Regions from separate parts of the Sus scrofa genome. Here region 1 is linked to region 2. Evidence: chromatin contacts called from public HiChIP or PLAC-seq data. All regions are on one chromosome and are shown on one strand. The core of a region is the stretch at or near the end of the contact, and the rest is flanking DNA. Distances in the headings are between cores, read along the strand shown. Region 1 has its middle 21 kb from the start of KIF13B. Region 2 overlaps KIF13B (kinesin-like protein KIF13B).

Region 1 (3,039 bases), core at 367-2,866, 120 kb before region 2:
TGCCTGACCCATGGAAACTGAGGTAACGAACATTGTTGTTCTTAGCCACTAAGCTTTGGGTAATATGTTTCACAATAAAGAACTGATAACACACCACTAGTAAGAGGCAATCAGATATCTGACAGGTCTGAGACCACTTCCTAGGCATGGTTATACACTAACAAATAACTAAATCCTCAGAGGAGGTACCTCTGAATAGAAATTTTAAGAAGAGTCCAGACAATGTAAATCATCCAAAGTAGAGCTAAACTTTTTTTTTTTTCTTTTCTTTTCCTGGCCTAACCTGCAGCATGTGGAAGTTCCCAGGCTAGGAGTCGAATTGGAACTGCAGCTGCAACCTACACCACAGCCACAGCAACACTGGCTCCAAGCTGTATCTGCAACCTACACCACAGCCTGCGGCAACGTCAGATACTTAACCCACTGAGGGAGGCCGGGGAATCAAACCCTCATCCTCACAGAGACTATGTCAGGTCTTTAACCCACTGAGCCACAACTGGAACTCCCTAAACTTATCTTTAAAACTCACTTAGTCTAACCCTTTCAGTTTACAGTTCAGGAAGCTGAGGGACTGAGATATTTCCACTGCTCCCATGGCATTTGGGAAGGGCCAGGACTTGGACCTAGTTCGTTCCCCGTCCAAAGTCTTTACACTGCTTCATCCTCACTTGCCTTGCTATTTAAGGCAGGAATAATGACTTCTTGGGTCTTGCTCACTAACGTGTTTTGTATAAATGGCCTGTATGTGTTAGGAAGTAATGAATACTTGTTGCAAGAGTAGAAGACCAACAAATGGTCCTTGATGATCACAATGAAGAGAAGTTGCTCAATGTGTCTTCATACCCGTTGTCCTCACCTCCTTCCCCAGCAGCCAGAAATGGGCATGGAATTGGTAGGAACCCTGGGTAGTGGGATACCTGGCAGATTTCTGGACAGGAAACTGTGATCAGGCTACACGTAGGCAAAAGGGAAGGAGATAGAAAAGCTAAATTAGCCAGAACAGTGCAGATATTTTGTGGATTCTGGGATGTGGAATGTTGTTCAGGAAATTGAGAATTTTTAAGAGCTCAAAGGAATCCTCAGAAGAAGAAGATAGTAGTATTTGCAGAAGTCTTATCAAGCACCTTCTCTTCTCCTTGAGCCTCATTCATGAGCTGTAATGTTAACATATGTCCACTAGAGGGCAGCACTTACCCTTCCCCAAGGCAGAATTTTTACCTTGCGCTCTCTCCTGTTCGAGCCTCATTCATAGACTGTAATGTTAAGATATGTCCACTAGAGGGCAGCACTTACCCTTCCCTAAAGCAGAAGCTCTAGATTTTGGTCAAAAAACTGTTTGCCTGCCAAACTGAATTTATTAAAATCGACTTGGGTTTCCAGTTTTTATTTACGAAAACGCACAAATGATAGCTACCATACATTTTGGGTCACTCTGAGATAAGCAGTGTTATAAAATTCTATCTGCCCCACACCAAAATGGCCTCAGATAAATGTAAAACAAGTTATTAAAACGCTGAAAATTTAAAAGAGAGAATTAAGGAGGGGAGGAAAGGAGATAAAGGAAGAAAGGACAAGAGGGAGGAAGTCTGAGACCCTTGTTGACTTCCCAGTTCCCTTGGGATCCAGAAGCTCTGGTTTGGGGAAACCCCAGTCTCAGCCAGGGTCGTCCTGCCATCTGTTCGGGGTAGGGTGGTCCTTTTTTCCTTTTCAAAATCGGGCAGGCAAGCTTCCTTAGGTAGAGCTTCCTAACTTATGTTAAGGAAGTGCTAAATATGTGTTAACAGTCGGCAAAATTCAGATGATTTGAAAAGGAGTGTTAATGTTATAAAAGTTCACCGCAGAGGCACGTTGCCTGCAATAAAAATATTGTCCACCAGGTGGCGGTGTTGCCCTAGCGTCAAACTCTCCTCGGCCTCTTCGCTTCAGGAGGGTCCTGGAGTGTTAGTCTCATCAGTGGCCTCCAAATGTATTTTAATTCCAAATCCAGGAAGAGGGGGGAAAATGAGGGGAAGAATGACTTCTCCTTCCCATCCCCACAGCAACATCCCAATGGCTCTCTAACTGCCCTCCCTGATTTCCACTCTTTTGCCCTCCTTTAAAGACAAGTCTCCTGTTGTTTCTTCCAGCACCACTCCTCACAACAGGCTTAGCCATGTCCCACGGGTGTCCTCAGAACACCAATAAGAATTTATCATCACCATGGTGGGTATATCTTGACCCATCTACCCCCTCTTGAAGGACTGTGACATATATTGTGTGTCCCCAAAGAATACATAGGCATCGTCATTCATGACGTGACAGGTGGCCCAGCAAGGTGCTCCTGAAGGGAATTCTGGATTCAGATCCTAACTCTGCTCTTTTTTTCCCCCCACTTTGGGCAAGTCACTTAACCTAGCTCACCGTTGGATTCTCCATCTATAAAACAAGGTACCACAAGCCCCCTATGGGGCTGTTGGCAGGTTTGAGCAATAAATGCTAGCTACCACGGTAAATAACTCTTTGCTGAACGAAACCAGCTCTACCCAACACATCAGCATCCAATTATTCTTCCTAAGTTGTCACTTGTGTCATATCACTCCCAGATCAAACTCCTGGATCTGCTTAATTTGGACGAAGCTCCAACTCTTCTTAGCTTCCATAGTTATTGATTTATCTCTATTTTTAAAAACACATCTATTATTGTTTAAATAGTTCTTTAAACACTATTTTTGTAAAAGCATGTTTTGTAATTACCAGTTGGTCACAAGAAAATGACTCTTATCAGAATCACTCTTGTCAGGAACAGTTCTGAGAACCTGCCTTTAATTCAGTGCTTTCCAGTTCTGGCTTCATGTTAAGATCGCCTGGGGTGCTTTGTCAAGCATTCCAACACCCAACCCCAGAAATTCCCATCTAATTTGTCTGGGGTGTGGTTGGACATTGGGATTGAAAAGGTTTCCCAGGGAGACTATGGTGCAGCCAGTGGTGAGTGGCACCTCTGCTTTGTCACACCTGGTAGAATCTTCATGCCCACTCACCTGCAACCACACAGTTTTCAAG
Region 2 (2,986 bases), core at 197-2,696:
GACACTGATGTTGTCATTTATAATGTAAGGTCTACATTTGGGATGTTCATTTGTGTGTGTGTGTGTGTGTGTGTGTTTTGTCTTTTTGCCTTTTCTAGGGCCGCTCATGCAGCATATGGAGGTTCCCAGGCTAGGGGTCGAATTGGAGCTACAACCGCTGGCCTACATCAGAGCCACAGCAACTCGGGATCCAAGCCTCGTCTGCAACCTACACCACAGCTCACAGCAATGCCGGATCCTTAACCCACTAAGCAAGGCCAGGGACCGAACCCACAATCTCATTGTTCCTAGTCAGATTCCTTAACCATTGTGCCACGACAGGAACTCCAAGGGATGTTGCGTATTTTTTTGTCTCTCATGGCTCAGTGCTCAGCTCAAAATAGGTGCTCAATATATTTGCTCAGTGCTCAAAATATGAAATTTTCCTTCTAGAATTTGGATTAGACCTTTGTGTTTGAGCTGATATCTCTGATGATTTTTAATTGAGTTTATCAGTGGACCCCTAGCAGCTTTCACTGTGTATCATGAACTATGTTTGTTGTTGGAGAAGACATGAGAGTATAGCTTACTATCTAAATAAGGGAAAAATGGAATTTCCTGATGGCTCAGTAGGTTAAGGTCTGGTGTTGTTGCTGTGGGATGGATTTGATCCCTGGCCCTGGAACCTCCACCTTCTGCGGACACAGCCAATAAATAAAGGAAAAAGCCAACATTCATGCAATAGTAAATTGCGGTGCTGACTCTGAGTGTAATAGGGGTTTAGAGAAGGGGAAAGTCATGGTAGGCTACTACTGAAACCTGTAAGTAGATGAAGTTAGAAGTAGGTGTTAAAGCTATTTTGTATTTAGATGAAGGGAAGAGCATTTCAGGCAAAGAGAACCAAAGCAAGGCAGTGACATGGGAGTGAACCTGTGTCTAATCTTGGAGTGTGACAGTAGGAGTTGGTTCTGTATGCCCAACTACCTCCACCCTCAAGTACACAAAAAAGGTTTTGGCATCACAACCATAGTCTAGGACTTGTGCTAGACTTTCTCGTGGAAGGAGGAAAGGGATGATACATAGAAGTGGCCTAACCCAAGTGCTTTGGAGATCTTTTCTTCTTTTTACAGTGGTCTTGGGCTCTTTTTCTCTTCAGAATTTTTTCCTCCCTTTTGGAACTTCTCTCTACTTTGCAGCTGGTGTTGTAAGACAGGGCAGAGGTGGGGAATCAGGAAAGGCGTGTAATGGATTCCGTAGTCCTGCCACCGAATGTCACTAAAGCATTAGTTGTAGTTTCCACCTCATCAAGTCCTGTTCTCCAGGTTAGGAAAGTATGGTATTGGCCAGGAAGCCTCAGCCAATATTGAGTGGACAATTGCCTGGAATGTTCTTTGTGTATATTATATACTCTCCTCAATGACTCAGTAGGGTACCATGGTACAGTTCTGATCCCAGCTCTTTGTTTCCTGGGAAACACTACTGCAGCATAGTTGAGAGAAGAAACCTCCAGAAAAGGGGAAATGAAAGTAATAGAAAGGAAGAAGCTTTTTTTTTTTTCCTTTTTTGGGGGGGCGGGGCGAAGATGTGGCATACAGAAGTTCCCAGGCTTGGGGTCAAATCGGAGTTACAGCTGCCAGCCTACTCCACAGCCACAGCAATGCAAGATATGAGCCACGTTTGTGACCTGCACTATAGCTCACAACAACGCTGGATCCTTAACCCACTGAGCAAGGCCAGGGATCGAACCCACATCCTCATAGATCCTAGTTGAGTTCGTTGCTGAGCCATGATGAGAACTCCAGAAGAAGGCTTTTTATGAGACTGAGATCCCAGAAGGGGTGAGAAGAATTGGAACAAAGAATATAATTTTTTTTTGATTGTGCCCAAGGCATATGGAAGTTCCCAGACCAAGGATTGAACATGAGGCACAGCAGTGACCTGAACCACTGCAGTGACAATGCCAGGTCCGCCACAAGAGAACTCCCCAGAGCACAGTTGAAAGGGTTATTGGCAAGGAAGAGGAGAGAATGTTCTTCCTGAGTCTGAAGGGATTGCTAAAGGAAGTGATTATTCATTTATTTTTCTTTTATATTTATTTAATGGCTAAATGTACCAGGCCTGTGCTACATGCTTAGAATTCAGTGACAGGGGGCAGGGTGCAGGTCAGGCTGATCTCTGCTCCCTTAGGGTTTCTGAGCTAGCTGTGGAGATGGATGGTAAATGTGCAAGTCAGTGCTATGTCGGAAATTCAGGTATGAGAGTAATAGGGTAGCTATTTCTGATTGTCGGTTCAGGATACACCTCTCTTAGGATGTGCCCTTAAAAGCTGAGGTAGAAATATAAACTACCAATATTGAGATCAGAAGAGGAACACTTCAGACAGAGGAAATTGTCAGTGTGTTCAGAGAACAGATGAAAGGCCTGTGTGGCTGAGCTGGGATAAGAGAGACTGGTGGGGAACGGATCACAGAGGGTGTAAGCCTGGGTAAGAATTTGAACTTCCCTGGAAGCCACTAGAGGGCTCTAAATAGAGGATCACGTGGTCAGCTGTTGTGACTGGAGTGGATGGAATGAGGTATGTAGAAGTGGAGAAATAGTAGGAGCCTTCTGTATTCACCCAGGCAAGGTCTGGCATTTGAGAGTGGAGTTGGAGAAAATGAACTGATTCTTGATATGTTTCAGAGGGTGAGTGCGTGAGGATTTCCTGATTGACATGGGCTAGAGGTAGGCTGCTAAGCAAAGAGAGGACTCCGGGATAGCATCTAAGCTTTTTCAGTGGACCGAGTGGGTGGTGGTAGGGTAGTGCCATTGGTCTTGGGGAAGAGAGTGGGTGGTGGAGAGGTTGAAGCAAAAGTGCTGCTTTGGCCCTTTCACTTTGAAATGTCTTTAGACATCCAGGTTGTGCCAGGTGGGCAAGACCACTGGTGGCTGGGACTAGGAAAGTGGTAGTGGAGGAGGGAACATGATGGAACTAAAGTCTATAGTTCCTGGTTAGTGGTTTAATTTC

The links. HiChIP or PLAC-seq counts read pairs in DNA pulled down with a chosen protein or histone mark.
Region 1: a contact with region 2 is called in an H3K27ac HiChIP or PLAC-seq map of alveolar macrophages. The contact joins two enhancer-like sites. A contact is called at or near these places in 5 of 47 Hi-C or Micro-C datasets (alveolar macrophages, embryonic fibroblasts, fibroblasts and 2 more) and 2 of 2 datasets of contacts at active chromatin or transcription factors (alveolar macrophages and skeletal muscle).

The regions. Positions count from the first base shown.
Region 1 is chr14:13,119,993-13,123,031 of Sscrofa11.1, reverse strand. No RefSeq gene overlaps it. Among named protein-coding and RNA genes, the nearest start is that of KIF13B, 21 kb to the right of the region's middle. Within about 2 kb of position 1,616, at least 31 of the 83 cell types and tissues checked have an H3K27ac peak or open chromatin away from gene starts, as enhancers often do. A contact at or near this core is called in alveolar macrophages, where this site is marked.
Region 2 is chr14:12,994,976-12,997,961 of Sscrofa11.1, reverse strand. The region is part of intron 14 of KIF13B (kinesin-like protein KIF13B); the gene reads left to right. Among named protein-coding and RNA genes, the nearest start is that of KIF13B, 100 kb to the left of the region's middle. Within about 2 kb of position 1,446, at least 7 of the 83 cell types and tissues checked have an H3K27ac peak or open chromatin away from gene starts, as enhancers often do. A contact at or near this core is called in alveolar macrophages, where this site is marked.